2 separate regions of the Sus scrofa genome follow, and region 2 is linked to region 1. The links are chromatin contacts, called in public promoter capture Hi-C maps. All regions are on one chromosome and are shown on one strand. Each heading gives the region's core, a stretch centred on a gene start, on an enhancer-like site or on the middle of the called end of the contact. The rest is flanking DNA. Distances are from core to core; before and after follow the strand shown. Region 1 holds the start of GOLPH3L (Golgi phosphoprotein 3-like). Region 2 holds the start of CTSK (cathepsin K).

Region 1 (7,803 bases), core at 1,864-4,363:
AGCCCTCGATCTACACCACAGCTCATGGCAACGCCAGATCCTTAACCCACTGAGCTAGGGCAGGGATTGAACCCACAACCTCATGGTTCCTAGTCGGATTCGTTTCCACTGCGCCACGAAGGGAACTCCCATAAAACATTTTCTAATAATTCTCATCAGTTGTTGATATTTAACTTCTAAAGATCCACAGAACAGAATAAGTTATTCTTATTATATCATAAGAAACCTACTCGTTTATTTTTATAAGACAATTAATCATACACATTCCTTGTCTTTTAATTTAAAAGATTTTTCTCCCCAAAGCTCAAGAAGACTTCAGTGTGTGGTGCTCTTTCTTAGTTTAATAAGAGGTTATTTCACCATCAATCTCACTTGGGAAACTACAACTATAAACAATTGACACTGTGTATAGCTCCTAAAATTATAGGGTAATTTTGTAATTAAATTATACTTCACATAATTATACTTCTGGATTTTACCCTTCAAGTATCAGCCACCCTCCCAGACTCCCCTATCCCCCAGATGGCTGAAACACAATTCTAAGGAAAATTTAGCATAATGAAACTATTTTGTCAGATTACTTCCTAAAAACATTCCAATATTTAAGTCTTTGAGATAGCCTAGCAAACCCAAGTGCATTACCTCTTTATCTTTCAGTCCCAGGAGCAATACTTCTTCCATAAGGGTGAGGCGGATATCCTTAGAGTCTCCAGAGTCCTCATTGTCTTGACTTCTGTCTTGGTTAGTGTCTTCCTCACTTTCCACCTTCTTTTCATTGTTCTTCCCTACTTCACTGCGACGGGCCCGGTGAGTTAAAGTGGTCATTCTCACCTGTTTCTGGAGGTGATGAAAATATATCTATATGTGTGCTTATGTAAATAAACATCTAAATATTCATGTGTGTATATTTAAAATGTATACAGATAATAAATATTTACAATCTTTAATGGAGAAAGAAAGCAGTAATGACCAGAAAATTAGTAACACAATATCTTTTCCAAAGTACAACAGGTTGAACTCTACAGGAGGCACTGACAAGAAATCAAATCAGTAATTTTAAAAATCAGTAGAAATGATCACCTTCTAAGCCAGCTGACTTCTTGGTATAAGCTATAAACCGGGGGAATGTCCATCATTGTGATTCCTCTTTCACATAATGGATTCTCCCCAAGTTAAATAATATGGGGCAGAAAAAATTATGGAGCATTCAGCCCCGAAGAGTATACAATAATTTCTACATATAATTTCTATATTTCTACATATAATGTACTATTCAATGGTACATTATAAAACATACACAAAAATAGTAAAAAATTTTCAGAAAAACTAAATAGAAATACACGTTCTAATATTTCCTTCCAAGACCATAACTCATTTCATGCACTCACTTTGGAAGAGTGCTAGTCTGGAGAATAACATTCAGAAGATCATGTATGGTAACTCCATATAGCTAGAAAACTTTTGTCTCTATCCCTAGGCTAGTCATCTTGTGAATACACAAACAGCTACCAACAAAAAGTACTGGCAAGAAAATGCTAAAAGATTAGTATATTCTGGAGTTCCCGTCATGGCGCACTGGTTAACGAATCCGACTAGGAACCATGAGGTTGCGGGTTCGGTCCCTGCCCTTGCTCAGTGGGTTAACGATCCGGCGTTGCCATGAGCTGTGGTGTAGGTTGCAGACGTGGCTCGGATCCAGCGTTGCTGTGGCTCTGGCGTAGGCCGGCAGCTATAGCTCCAATTCAACCCCTAGCCTGGGAACCTCCATATGCCGCGGGAGCGGCCCAAGAAATAGCAAAAAAAAAAAAAAAAAAAAAAAAAAAAAAAAGATTAGTATATTCTTTCTCAATTACCAAAACTATGAAAGTACAAGCCTTTTTATACCATGCACTACAGTTGTAAAAATCTAGTCAAGAGTAACTGCATTATCAGCTGTGATAAAGTTAGTATACTTCACATAAATCTAAATGCCAATTTTTAAGATGAAATATAATATTTTAAACTAGCAATTATTGAAAAGAATAGCTTTTTCAAGATCAAAAGAATGCATTCAAAAGCCTCTCTGACTGGATCCCATTCTACCTTCTAGCAATCTTCCCATTATTCCCAATTATGTACTGTTAAACCATTTTTCAAACATGTCCCTTAAATTCCACCTCCGCTCATTCTTACAAGCTAAAGTTCTTTCCCTTTTCCCTTCCTCTCTAAATTCTACCCATTCTTCAAAGGCCTATTCTTAAGTGAATCTGCTTCTTCATTACCCATATGTCCCATCGCCAGGACAGGTCTCTCCCTCAGCTGTACTTTCATACAATTTTATTTATACTTACTTCCTTTAAAGTATTTATTATAGTCTTTCATTTGGTATGGCTGTCTCTCAAATGTAAACTTCTTGAGGGCAGGGACATTGTCTTCTTGGGTTTTTATATTCTCCATAGCAACTAGCACAATGTCTTTAACGTTGTAACTGCTCGATAAATATATACTGATTAAAATGAATACTCAGAAAAGCATTTGAACATTTAAAAAGAAATACAAATGAAGTGACTTACAAGAGATTCTCTGTACAAGGCTATATTTCAAATAACTCTTGGTGGGAGGCGGGAAGAGTGAAAGAGGAAGAGAACCAAGAAACAATTGCTTAAGAGCACTAAGCCTATCTGGCATAAGGAACAGGTTTATTTCCTAATCCAATCCAAAAAATTTTAAATCTTTGGGGGAAAAAAATAAAAAATTTTCTTTGAGGAGTTAATCGCCCCTGGGCATTTACTAATTAAAAATACTATTTGGAAAAAGCCAAAAAAAATCAAAAAACCAATAGCTCCAAAATTAAATAAAAACCTCCCTCACCCCATAAAATAAAAAACTTGGAGGTTTTTTTGGATGTTAGGAAATGTATTCACCCCGTTGCTTACCTGACGTTACTCCTGGGTTACCGCCAAAGGCAGGCTGCAGCTTGAGCTCAATTTTAGGACACGTGTCCCCACCCCCACCCCCCACCCCCGTCCTAGTAGGTGAAAAACTTCTCAGCCACGCAAAGGGAACAAACTTCCTGATCCTTCGATGCAAAGAAGGAATAACACATCAGCTTCCTCAGGATCACTAGGCAACCTACCTTGGTGTTTCTTCATTAGACCAATCAGAAAGCTCCAAAGCTGAGTTCAGCCAATCAGAGCTTACAAGAGGAGGCTCTCCCCCCCGGCTATTGTGTTGCGATCCAGACAAACACCACCGAAAGGAGGCAGGTTTGGGTTTAACCTGACAGCTGGTCAATCCAATGAAGGAACCTTGGTAGAGAGAGGAAAGAGGGCTGCACTCCCCACCCCCACTAATCCGGCCAATCAAAGCCTTCCGTGAGCTATCACCAGCTGCCCATCTACAAAGGTTTCTGTTGGTCAACTGACTTCAGTGTAGCAGGTGTGTTACTGTAGCAGTGTATAGTGGGACAATTAGGTGTGATAGTTGGGGATCCAATAAAGCTAAGAACACATTTAAAAAATTGGCTGTTTTCGACAATTAGCTTAACCCTAACTTTCCTGCTCCAGAAAAACCTGATCTGGGTTAGTTTGTGGACGTTTATTTGGTTTATATTAAACAGGGTAGGCACATTTCTACCATAGCATTCATACTTTCTCTATTAGTGCTTGCTACTGGCGAGCTCATGGATAATGTATGTTTTTAGAATATGGCTGCTGAAACTGCAAGAGGCAAACAGACAAGTTTTAAGTCTTCCTTTTGTAGAGCACAGGAAACAGTCAAGTCTGAAATCAGATCCCAGATTTCTCACTAAAAACACAGTTTCTTTCACACTACCAAAAGTTCTAGGAAGTGTGCTCAACTCTTAAGTAACATCTACTGAAATGATGTCAAAATTAGTGCCTAAACATTTTCTGCTATTTAAATAAAAATTAGAAGCCATGAACGAGTCTAGATGCTGAACAATGTTTTATTTATGCTACCCAAAATGTCAGACTTTTAGTCTTTTTTGTCTTGTAAAAAATGCTAAAAAAGTAAGCACCAATTTTTAATTGCACATTATATATTATTATGTTAATACACTATATCAAAGTACTGAATAACATTGTTTTAACAACATAATGACAAACACAGGCAGTTAAATTATATGGTTTTAACATAGGTAAAAAATGAATTCCTATCAAAATTTAATACCAAAATAAACATTATTTACTTCAAAAAATGGCTTAAGAGGGCCTTAAAAGTTAATATAAGTTTAAAGGAAATGTCCACCAAATGGAATATAGATCAAATTGAGTAGATAATTAACAGAATAAATTACAACACTGGTTATTTTTGTTCTTACTCAAAAGTTCTCTTGAATTTGTCTCAGATAAGATTAAAGATCATCATATGATAGCTAAGAATTCATTTCAGTGTACTAACTGCTTAAGACTACCTATAAGTTTTCAGTGGTAGGGCAAACACACCTTAAAATAGTAATATAGTGTCCTTTCATTTAAATGTTGTGAAGAACTTTGCAAACATGAAGAAAATCATTTTTTTATATATGTTCCTTTGGTTCACTAAACTTTCTTCTTTTTGGCACTGAATCTTGACTAGACGAATCAAAGTGATGAAGAACCTATTAAAAGAAAACAACTACTCAGAATAGATACTTTCCAGTTTAAATGTTTTTAATTTTAGAGCTTTTTTACATCTGATGTTCCTTCCTTCAGTTCTTCCTTATTTCCTCTCTTCTTTCTTCAAAAAAAAATTAAACCTAGCATACTATTTCCCACTAAGATAGGATATCTGGGTTCTTTAAAAGTAGGGTAACTTTTATTATTGACATATTTATATCTTTTGATGACTGCTGAAAGTACATCCTTCTAAGTGTAAGGTTTTCATTAGAGGTGCTGGAGTAGTTAGAAAGATAGACATTATGTCCTCAAAATAGTAAAATATTTTTGGGTAGGATGAGAGGGGAAAGATTAAAAAATAACCTAAGAATAGAGAAAAATTCCACTTTGGCATCATGTTTTGCTTCTGTATCACTGGTGCTCAGCAGTGCCTGATAAATATTAGACATTCAATGCACCCTTGAATGAATGGGAGGATGACTTAGGAAAATTGCTAACAAAATTCTGAGTTATTGAACTTTTATTTTTCTGGTAAAAACTAGTGACAAAATTGGAATATGATTTTGTAGAAGAAAACCAAGGCTTAATACACTAGGGAAAAATAATATATTAATGAAACCTCAAGTTATTCCATCCCCCCCTTTTTGGGGCCACACCTGCAGCATGTGGAAGGTCTACGGCTAAAGACTCAACTGCTCCACAGCAGCGACCAGAGCCACAGCAGTGACACCACTGGATCCTTAACCTGCTGTGCCACCAGGGAACTCCATCATTCCCTTCTTAAGATATGTAAACTGAAAACAGGATTAACCAACTATATTTTTGAGATTACCTCTTTAACATTGAATTTTAAAAAACAGTCCTAATTTTTCAGTTATCTAATTTTAACCTACAAATAATACTAAAAATTCTGGCTTAAAAATATTAGTATCTATCTCAGAAGTGACAAATACAATTATCTGATTTGGTAAAATAAGGTTCCAAATATAAGATAACTGTTACAGGATTTAGGTCAGGAAAATTTTCTTTCTCCTAAGGTGGTAGGAGGAGATACTGTATTTTTACACATGTGGTTTTGGTTATCTTATCTTGTTTCTACTTTAGTTATGATCTCTAGAAAGCTCAGATCAAATCTGTGGCTCAATTTTAATTCTATATAAATAAAATTGCCTGAATATTCTTGTACTCTCATTTTCTCACTCATTCTATTCATATTTTTGTTGATATTGACTTTTACTTTATAAATTCCTCTAACCACCTCAAAGCATTCATGGAATACAACAGTAAATGTTTACAGGGAAAAATTAATAAGCTAACATAGCATATTTTGGAGTTCTCGTTGTGGCACAACAGAAACAAATCCGACTAGGAACCATGAGGTTGCAGATTCAATCCCTGGCCTCGCTCAGTGGGTTAAGGATCTGGTGTTGCCATGAGCTGTATAGGTGTCAGACATGACTCGGATCTGGCATTGCTGTGGCTGTGGTGTAAGCCGACAGCTGTAGCTCTGATCCCTAGCCTGGGAACCTCCATATGCTGCGGGTGTGGCCCTAAAAACCAAAAAAAGAAAAAAAAACCCAATAGCATATTTTATTTTAAAATTACCCCATTTTTTAGAATCAAATATATTTAAACAAAACTTAGATATCAGAGCTCTGAGGTATATCCAGGAATATCATATTTATCATTAAATTGAATCTATAATCTGAAACTTGCCATTTTATTCAGCATATATATATATTACTATGAGACAGTGTCTTCAGAGTTCCCACTTGGGCACAACAGGATCAGCAGCTTCTTGGGAGTACTGGTTGCAGGTTCAATCCCTAGCCCAGCCCAGTGAAAGATCCAGCATTGCTGCAGCTGCAGCTTAGGTCGCAACTATGACTTAGATCTGATCTCTGATTCCTGGCACAGGACAACTCTACATATATGCCATAGGGCGGCCAAAAAAGGGGAAAAAAAAGGGAGACTTACTGTTTTCCCAGATTCAAGCTGACTTCTCTTCCGACTTTCCTTAGATTTTATTTGTTGATTTCCATTAGCCTCCACAAAGACAGAATAATTACAAATTGGTTATTTCTCAAAGAACAACCAACATAATTTTTCAATTACAGGCAACTATATGCAGTTAAAAAAAAACTTTACTGAGATATAATTCAGATACCATATAATTCATCCATTTATTTTATTTTTATTTAATTTTCGCTGTGCCTGCAGTATGTGGAAGTTCCTTAGCCAGGGTTTGAACTCACGCCACAGCAGTGATCCAAGCTGTTGCAGTGCCAACACCAGATCCTAACCCACTGAATCACAAAGGAACTCCTCATCCATTTAAAAGTGTACAAAATTCTGGAGTTTCCATCATGGCTCAGTAGTTAACAAATCCGACTAGGAACTATGAGGTTGAGGGTTCGATCCCTGGCCTTGCTCAGTGGGTTAAGGATCCGGTGTTGCCGTGAGCTGTGGTATGGGTTGCAGAGGCGGCTAGGATCCCGAGTTGCTGTGGCTCTGGCGTAGGCTGGCAGCTACAGCTCCGATTCGACCCCTAGCCTGCGAATCTCCATGTGCCGTGGGAGCGGCCTGAGAAATGGCAAAAAGACAAAAATAAGTAAATAAATAAATAAATAAAAGTGTACAAAATTCAATGATTTTAAGTATATTTAAGGAGTTGTGCAACTATAACCACAGTCAATTTTAGAACACTTTCATCCTCCAAAAAGAAATTCTGTACAATTATATCTATCACTCCCCTATACCAACCTCTCACCAGCAAGATTTTTTGTTTCTACAGATACCCCTATTCTGGACTTTCACATAAATGGTACCATGTAATATGATTTGTGTGTGTGTGTGTGTGTGTGTGTGTGTCTGGCTTCTTTCACTTAGCATGTTTTTAGGATTCATCCAAGCTGTAGTCTGTACTGATACTTAATTCCTTTTTATGGCTGAATGATAATCATCTACTGTATGGATATACTATATTTTATTTATCCATTCATTTGTTAGAGATAGCAGTTTTTTCCACTTTTTGCCTATTGTGAATAATGCCATATATGCAGTTTTTAAAATGAATACTGGGTGGCAAATTACTAGCTGTCATAGTACAATCCTCTGAAAGTACATACTTATTTTCTGATGCTTGAAATGTACTTTTTTTTGGTTGATTTTTTTAATTAAAGTATAGTTTATTTATGATGTTGTG
Region 2 (7,803 bases), core at 2,154-4,653, 77 kb after region 1:
TCTGTGGGAAATAATCCCCATCAAGAAAGCTGGACAGGAGGAGTTCCCATTGTGGCTCAGCAGGTTAAGAACCTGACTAGTATCCATGAGGACATGAGCTCGATCCCTGGCCTCACACAGTGAGCTAAGGATCCAGTGTTGCCACAAGCTGCAGCAAAGGTCACAGATGCAGTTTGGATCCAGTGTTGCCATGGCTGTGGTGCTGGTTGGCAGCTGTAGCTCCTATATGACCCCTAGCCCAGGAACTTCCATATGTCACAAGTATGGCCCTAAAAAGAAAAAAAAAAGAAAGAAAGAAAGAAAAGAAAGCTGGACAGCGTAACAAAATCTGATTTCTGTAACTGTTTCCAGTACAAAATGCCGTGCTGGGGAAGGAGGAGCCATTGCAGAGCTCTATGACTGTGAGGGACAGTCTCACCTGTCCCACGTATGGGTAGGCATCTTCTGAGTCAATGCCACGGTTCTTCTGCACATACTGGAAGGCATTGGTCATGTAGCCCCCTCCACAGCCATCATTCTCAGACACACAATCCACCAGGTTCTGGGGACTCAGATTTAAGAGTTTGCCAGTTTTCTTCTTGAGTTGGCCCTCCAGGGCCCCCACAGAGCTAAAAGCCCAACAGGAACCACACTGACCCTGAGAGACATAGCAGAGAAATTATCAGTCATTGTTGTCATACTTTGTTTATTCCTTCTACCTGTCCTATGAAATTCTATACATTTTATAAATTCTAGCACCTGTCCCCTTTGCTATGAAGTATTCCTATTTCCCTTCATTTAGCATTTATTGCATTGTTCTATTGTTCTATTGTTGTCACTATTGTTCCCATTAGCTGTACTAAAGCAGAAGAGAATACAGATCTTCCTCCAATAAATCCATTATAAATTGAAAACATAGTAATTTGAAAATGCATTTAATACCTCTAATATACTGAACATTATAGCTGAGCCTAGCCTACTTTAAACATACTCAGAACACTTAGGGTAGCCTAAAGGTGGGCAAAATCATCTAACATAAGGACTGTTTTATAATAACATGTTGACTATGTCATGTCATCTACTGAATACTGTACTGAAAGTGAGAAGCAGAATGACTGTAAGGGTACTGGTCGTTTACCCTCAGGATCACGTGACTCACTGGGAGTGGTGGCTCACTGCCACAGCCCAGCATTAAGAGATGACATCATACCACTTATCACTAGCCTGGGAAATGTTCAAAATTCAAAACTTGAAGTACAGTTTCTGTGGAATGCCTATCACTTTCACACCATCATGAAGACAAAAAAATCATAAGGTGAACCATCAGAAGGTGGGGGCCATCTGCATTGCCTGTGCAATAGAATATGACCTTGAGTAAATTACTAAACATCTCTGTACCTCACTCTCCTTATGTGTAAATTGTGGATAATAACAATATACTTAATGGGATTATAAGGATTAAAAAATTAATTCATATAAAGGATGAACTACTACGTATAATAATAATAGTCTCTCAAAAAGTGCTAGCTATTGTTATTAGTGTTTGCTCAGCTAGATTATCCATTTTTCTTTCTTTCCTGTCCTTTCTATTTTTTAAGGTTGGGGATTTCTTGAGGACACTGGTTATATTCTTAGTCATCTTGAAGCTCTGTTGCCTAGAACTATATCTGGTAGGTTCTGAAAAAAAAATGAGTTTGTTGAATAAATGCTAAATCAGCGGTTCATCTGGTTGATGTAATCAGCATAGTTAAGGTTGTGGGAAAACTGACATTCTCACGCTGGTAAGAATGTAAGATTGTAAAAACTTTTTTGGGATGATTCCCTCTGACCTATTGATTCCAATTTTAGGATTTATTTTGCATAAATATTTGTATATATGTACAAAATATATGCACACAGGTGCTTACAGCAATACCACTTATAAAAATAGACAAACCAGAAATAACTTAAATGTACAAAAATAGGTGATGAGGTGTTCCTGCTGTGGAGCAACAGGATCTGTGGCATCTTGGGAACCCTGGGATGCAGGTTCAATCCCAGGCCAGGCACAGTAGGTTAAGGATCTGGCATTGCTGCAGCTGCGGCTCAGGTCAGGTCTGATCTCTGGCCAGGGACCTCCACATGTCACAGGACAGCCAAAAAAAAAAAAAATGCTGATGAGTTAAATAACAGAATAGGCTTTATTTATTCTCTTAGCAGGGGAAGAGGTAAATTAATTCTTTGCCCTCTCTCCTGGTGTCCTCCTACCTTAAGATAAAGAAACAGAAAAAGGAAGCAGTCATGCCAGCTTATATACTCACACCCAAGAAAAAAGAGGGTACCTGGTTTTTGACAGGAGTAACATATCCTTTCTTCCGATAATCAATAGAGTCTGGGGTTCTGCCTTCCCAGTCTGGGATATAAAGGGTGTCATTACTGCGGGAATGAGAGGGGGGTACTTTGAGTCCAGTCATCTTCTGAACCACTTCTTCACTGGTCTGGTACAAAGAAGAAAGAAGCCAGGCATAAGAAAGGAACCAAGGCAAACAGGGCAGATAGACCAGGAGCTGAGGCTCAACTCACCATATCGCCCAAGTGGTTCATGGCCAGTTCATACGTATGAACCCCAAGAGAGGCCTCAAGATTATGGATGGAAATATGCTTCAGGTTTTTTTCCCAAATTAAACGCCGAGAGATTTCATCCACCTACACAGAGCATTGTCAGTATTGGCATAGACTGTATCCTGTGTAGAAAGTTACATACCTAATACCATGCAGGTTTTTAGGAGAAGAGATTAAATTTAAAATCACAGAAGTTTACAATCTAGTTGGGGAAATAATCATGGGATTGAGAGCATACAAAGAGAAATACGTAAACAAATGCAAATAATAGGATACAAACCTCTAGAGAGATGTATAGAAAAAAAAAAAAACTGCTTACGGATTAATCGCATTAATCTGAGAAGCCTTCCCGAAAGAGAAATATAAGGCAGTTATAAAGAAAAGGAAGGGTAAGACTTGATGGAGGGTGAATAGAGGATTAGGAATGGAAAGTATATGTTAAGGAGTTCCCTGGTGGCCTAGTGGTTAAGGATCCAGCATTGTCACTGCCATGATACAGTTTCAATCCCTGGCCCACAGGACTTCCACATGCCACAGGTGTGGCCAAAAAGAGAAAAGTGTATGTTAATAGTCAGGGAACAGGGGCAGATTTGCTTGAGGTAATTAAGGTATTGGGTTGAGGAAGGGAGTCTGGAACCTAGGATTGGAGGTCTCAGGTTCCAGCCCTCCCACCATGTTCCCCTCCAGGTTCCCAGGCACCTTGCTGTTATACTGCTTCCTGTAGGTCTTCTTCCATAGCTCCCACTGGGTATCCAGTATCTCCTCAGGGTATAGAGCAGAGCTCATCACAGGCAGCAGTAGTACAACCTTGAGCCCCCACATCCTGGGGGAAGGAGATAATTAGGGGAGACACTTCTATTTGCCAAGGGGTTCCTAACCTGGCTTGGGAATGAGGAAATAGCTGGAACCATATTCTCAGACCAGTAATTCTTAATCTTTAGGTCACAGACTTCCATGAGAAGCTAACAAAAATTTGCAACCCACTGTAGTCCCTCTCACCAGAAAAATGAATGCACACACAATAATTCTGGGGAGTTTATGAACCCAAAGTTAAAAACCCCTTTCTCTGAAACATGAGGCAGAAGAAAACTAGGCTTTGTAAGGAAAGCAGAAAAATTGAGGGTGATTTCCATATGATAAAACAAACAGTGATAGGAAGGGTCTGGGTTTGGATGGAGTGCTGATACCTCTGGTTCCAAGTACTTTGACCTAGGAAGATTCCACACACACACACTTGCACAGACAACCAGAAAAGGTTTAGAAAATGGACAATCAGGATGAGCACAAAAACTGCTCCAATGTCCATGCAGACTTGAAGGAGATGGAAAAAACAAATGCAGGATGGGATGAATGGGTTGGAGAATATACACAAAGGAGAGATTTCCAGCTAAGTTTTTGCTTCCTGATCATTTCTAGGCATTCTTTTGTTCTTTGCCTAAATTCTGATGCTTCTGATCTTACCAGGAGAGGACAAGGGAAATTTTGACAGCATTTCCTTTTCTCTCTCAGGTGTATTCTGTCTTCTTAGGTATTTCTTCCTCCTTTCTCTTCAGGAAACTGTCCTAATCTCAACCAGCTGCTGTGGGCAGGAAAGCTTTTCTTTCTTTTTCGACCAAAACCCCTACAAAACCCTCTGCATCTGCCTCACAGGACAAAAAACCTCAGAACCAAAGTTTGCTAGAAGAACGTTAGACAGAAAAGGAATGTTCTATGATCATTAGAGACACAGCTTTTCAGAAGTTTAGCTTCATTCACTTCTTGTGGTGGCTTGTAATTATGTGTCCTCCATTTTAAGCGCAAGTTAGTCTGTAGCAAGTCACACAGCTTGCATAATTTTCAAATTACGTCCATTTTTGTGCGATCTTTGCAAACTGACAAAATGTCCAGCACAACATTTAGTATCTGGAGTATTAAGGGGCACTGAAATGTCTTGAAGAGTAGGAAGTACTGAGCTACCACCTCCCAAACCTCTCTTCCTGTTAGTAAATTAACCCTTTGATATCTTTGGCCCAAACAAAAACCCCAAGAGGCCACTCTTTGAGGGTTGGGCAAAGGATCCTCTATATTTTTTGCTTTCACTAGCAACCACATATACGTATTTACAAATCATAAAAGGAGTCCTAAAGATTTCCAGACAGATTTTATTTGTCCAGGAAATGACCTAAGAAGGGCATTAGTTTTCATCCACAAAGCCTATAAAGTTCATTTTGATCCCCAAGTCACTATGTTCCTAATTTTCCTAAAAATGGAGAGCTAGCAGGAATGAGAAGCTAAAAGACAGAGTAAGTTGAAAACGTTACCTGCTGATGGGGATCTGTTCTCTGGGCTCGTCGCGGCAGGGAAGTGTGGATAATGTGGACGGATGACTAGGGGCGCTGGATTTATTCCATCAGGATTGCGGAAGTCAGCTCTAGCTGCTGGCTGGAAAATTTGGATAGGGGAGGGCAGTAGGGATAGAAATGCTGAAAGAGAGATTAGGGAGGAGGGAAGGAGGCAGGGGATTTGCATCGTTTCTGTGTGAATGTGGAGCACGTGGGCCAGGGTGCGGAGTTGTTAGGTATTTACTTTCACATTGCTGTCTGCCTTTGAGATCAGACCAAAAAAAAAGGCTTCAATACATATTACCCAAGTTGGGGGTTACCTTCTCTTTGGGGGACAAATACAGTCCTAGTCTCTCCCATCTTTCACTTTTATTACATGATATATATATATATATATGTGTATATATATATGTTATAAATAATATTTGGGGATTACATCTATTATTATCCTTCTCTCCTAATTTTAAACCTCAATTTTTGAATGTGTGTATTACCCTCACATCAGGAATGAGGAAATGAACACAAAAGACTAGAAAAGAGTATGTAAGGGAAGCCACAGGCTCCAAAATCATTTGTAATCAGTTGGTTAAAAACTGTCATTGCTTTCAGGAAAGGGAAAAGCTTTCCCAAATTAACACGGTTTTGCTGAGGAAGGATACGCCCAGAAAGGCCAGATGAAACCAGTTCCAAAAGTAACCAAAAACAGTACTCCTGGTTATTTATCACAGCACTTGAATCAACACAAGCACTGACAAATTCACATGTGACTTCTTCGTTGCTAAAACTCTGATGGTAGGATGCCTGATGAACTTTGTCTCTCTCAATTATTAAAATCCCCAATCCAGGTCCAGTCATATGAGTGTCTCCAAATGCTTCTCCCCCCAACACCCAGGCATGTGACAGATCATAAGAATCTAGTTCATTCCCAAACCACATCCCCAAATGTTTTCTTCCATAAATATGTGGGGGGTGGAGAGTAAAGAGGGTCTTTGGAAAAAGGATAATACATGGAATCTAGATTCATTACTAGCTGGGTTACATACACAGACCCTCAAGAACACGCGTTTATACTTACAGGTTTTAAGATTTCCTAATAAAAACACTGTCCTAGAGGGAGACCAGGTCTAGACTTGAGTAGTTTTAAATCTCCCCATCCCTAATTTCTTTAAATTCAGAAGAGAGGACATACTGAGGGAAGGAATCTAGATGTGCCTCCTGATCTCCGGTCCCAACTGTCCCCCTCTCCCAAGGACCTGGGCAATCCCCCAACCCTCATCCCATGGTCAGATGTCCCTGATGATTTTACTCAGGATGAGTCAGGATCAGGAGGACAACCAAGGAATGCTGAGTGATCAGAGCCCTATGATTTCTGATTCCTGAAATTATAGACATGCTGTGCTTTATGTTTGTATATCTGAAGATCATGCTATGGACTCAACTGGCTGTGGGTGTTTGTTTTTTATGAGCTGGGAAGGAATAATAAAGATGAAATCAAGATCACACAACACAAGAGAGTTTACAAAAGGAAAAAATATTTTGTTTTAAAATCTTTGCTACATGTCATTATTTTTGCCACTGTTGTAAGGCTCAGCACAGATGCCAGCAGTACAGAAATGGCCAACAAGAAGAAAAAAAAAAAATCAAAAATAAAACCCTGAAGGAAAAGCAGAAACAAAACCCCCAGAGCATCTTCTCCCACCCCTCCCCACCCCCAAAAGCCCTATAATAACTGTACAATATTATAGTCCTGATCACATTTAAAAAGTCAATTATTAAAAAAACAAGGATCTCATTGGAAACTCAACTTTTTGGTTTCTTAAATTGTGATATAAATATATATGTATACTGTATGTGTGCACATAGAATAAAAAAATAAACTGTCTCCTTTCCATTCCTCTACGTGGCACCAATTGGAGACAAAAGGGAGGGAAACCTAACAACATTCTCTCAGCCTCTCCAAGGCCACCTGTGCTCCTCAGTCCTCTATGGCTACATTTAATGTCTTCTCCTTATTAATTCAGTCTTGCACTTAAGATACTGGCCTGAGCCAAAAAAAAAAAAAAAAAAAAAAAAAAAAAAAAAAAAAAAAAACCAGGCTGATACACATGACTGTTACCTGAGGAAGGTAAAAAGTGAGAGTAGTAACCTGTATCCGCATTTATATGGCTATAGTTAATGACTAAGTGACCCTGTTGAGATGGGAGTGAAATTCCCATCTATCACATGGATTCGTTACACTTGTACTAGAAAGCAAAATCCAATCTCAAGACTGGAGAGGGAGCAAAGAGGAAAGAACCATAGGCCCAAAGAGACCTAAATCTCAGTTTCTGGCAGACTGGATACTTTGCAAGAAGGCTTGGTATTTGGCTTAAACTCCAGCGGTGAGGATTTTCACTGGGACTGCTAATCCAAGAAGTTGAGTTTCCATGCAGAAATAACCTCTACAGAACACACCTCATATGTGACTCTGACAGAAAAATGCAGCATTACCCTTATGGGCAAGTAGAGGGTTTCTGAAAGTGTTTATCTTGCCAGCCTATTTCTGTAATGTTTGCAGATCTTCCATATAAGGTGAGAGCACCAAAAGCAGGAGTGACCCAGCTTTATCATTACATATGTTCAATGAGAAACCAACCATACCAACAGAAGACTTTACACATTTGCTTACAGTTGCATATCAGCTGGGCATATATATAAGTGCAGCAAAGACATTTATTTAAATACTCTTTGGCTGCAATACTAAATGGAAAATACCTGGAAGATTTAACTCCTTAGGACTCTTTGAAAAACACAGAGAAAGACAAAGATAAAATCTGGGACAAATTTTGCATAACTCCCTAATAGGGAGAAAGGAACAAACACAGATACAAACATGTGCACACTCACGCATGCATACACACAC

The links. Promoter capture Hi-C pulls out the DNA fragments that hold promoters and counts their contacts.
Region 2: a promoter capture Hi-C map of fetal liver shows a contact between it and region 1, with 2.0 times the contacts expected there. The contact joins the promoter of CTSK here to the promoter of GOLPH3L in region 1. A contact is called at or near these places in 1 of 5 promoter capture datasets (fetal liver), 3 of 47 Hi-C or Micro-C datasets (embryonic fibroblasts and skeletal muscle) and 1 of 2 datasets of contacts at active chromatin or transcription factors (alveolar macrophages).

The regions. Positions count from the first base shown.
Region 1 is chr4:98,465,777-98,473,579 of Sscrofa11.1, reverse strand. It overlaps GOLPH3L (Golgi phosphoprotein 3-like), which reads right to left and starts at 3,113. Exons shown (of 5, transcript XM_013997188.2): 1 at 2,916-3,113; 2 at 643-837. The coding sequence starts at 825. It overlaps HORMAD1 (HORMA domain containing 1), which reads right to left. Exons shown (of 15, transcript NM_001194981.1): 14 at 6,576-6,644; 15 at 3,930-4,600. The coding sequence ends at 4,520.
Region 2 is chr4:98,388,626-98,396,428 of Sscrofa11.1, reverse strand. It overlaps CTSK (cathepsin K), which reads right to left and starts at 3,403. Exons shown (of 7, transcript NM_214302.1): 1 at 3,280-3,403; 2 at 2,542-2,664; 3 at 2,301-2,456; 4 at 419-637. The coding sequence starts at 3,402. ARNT (aryl hydrocarbon receptor nuclear translocator) reads right to left here. Exons shown (of 22, transcript NM_001315687.1): 22 at 6,972-7,803.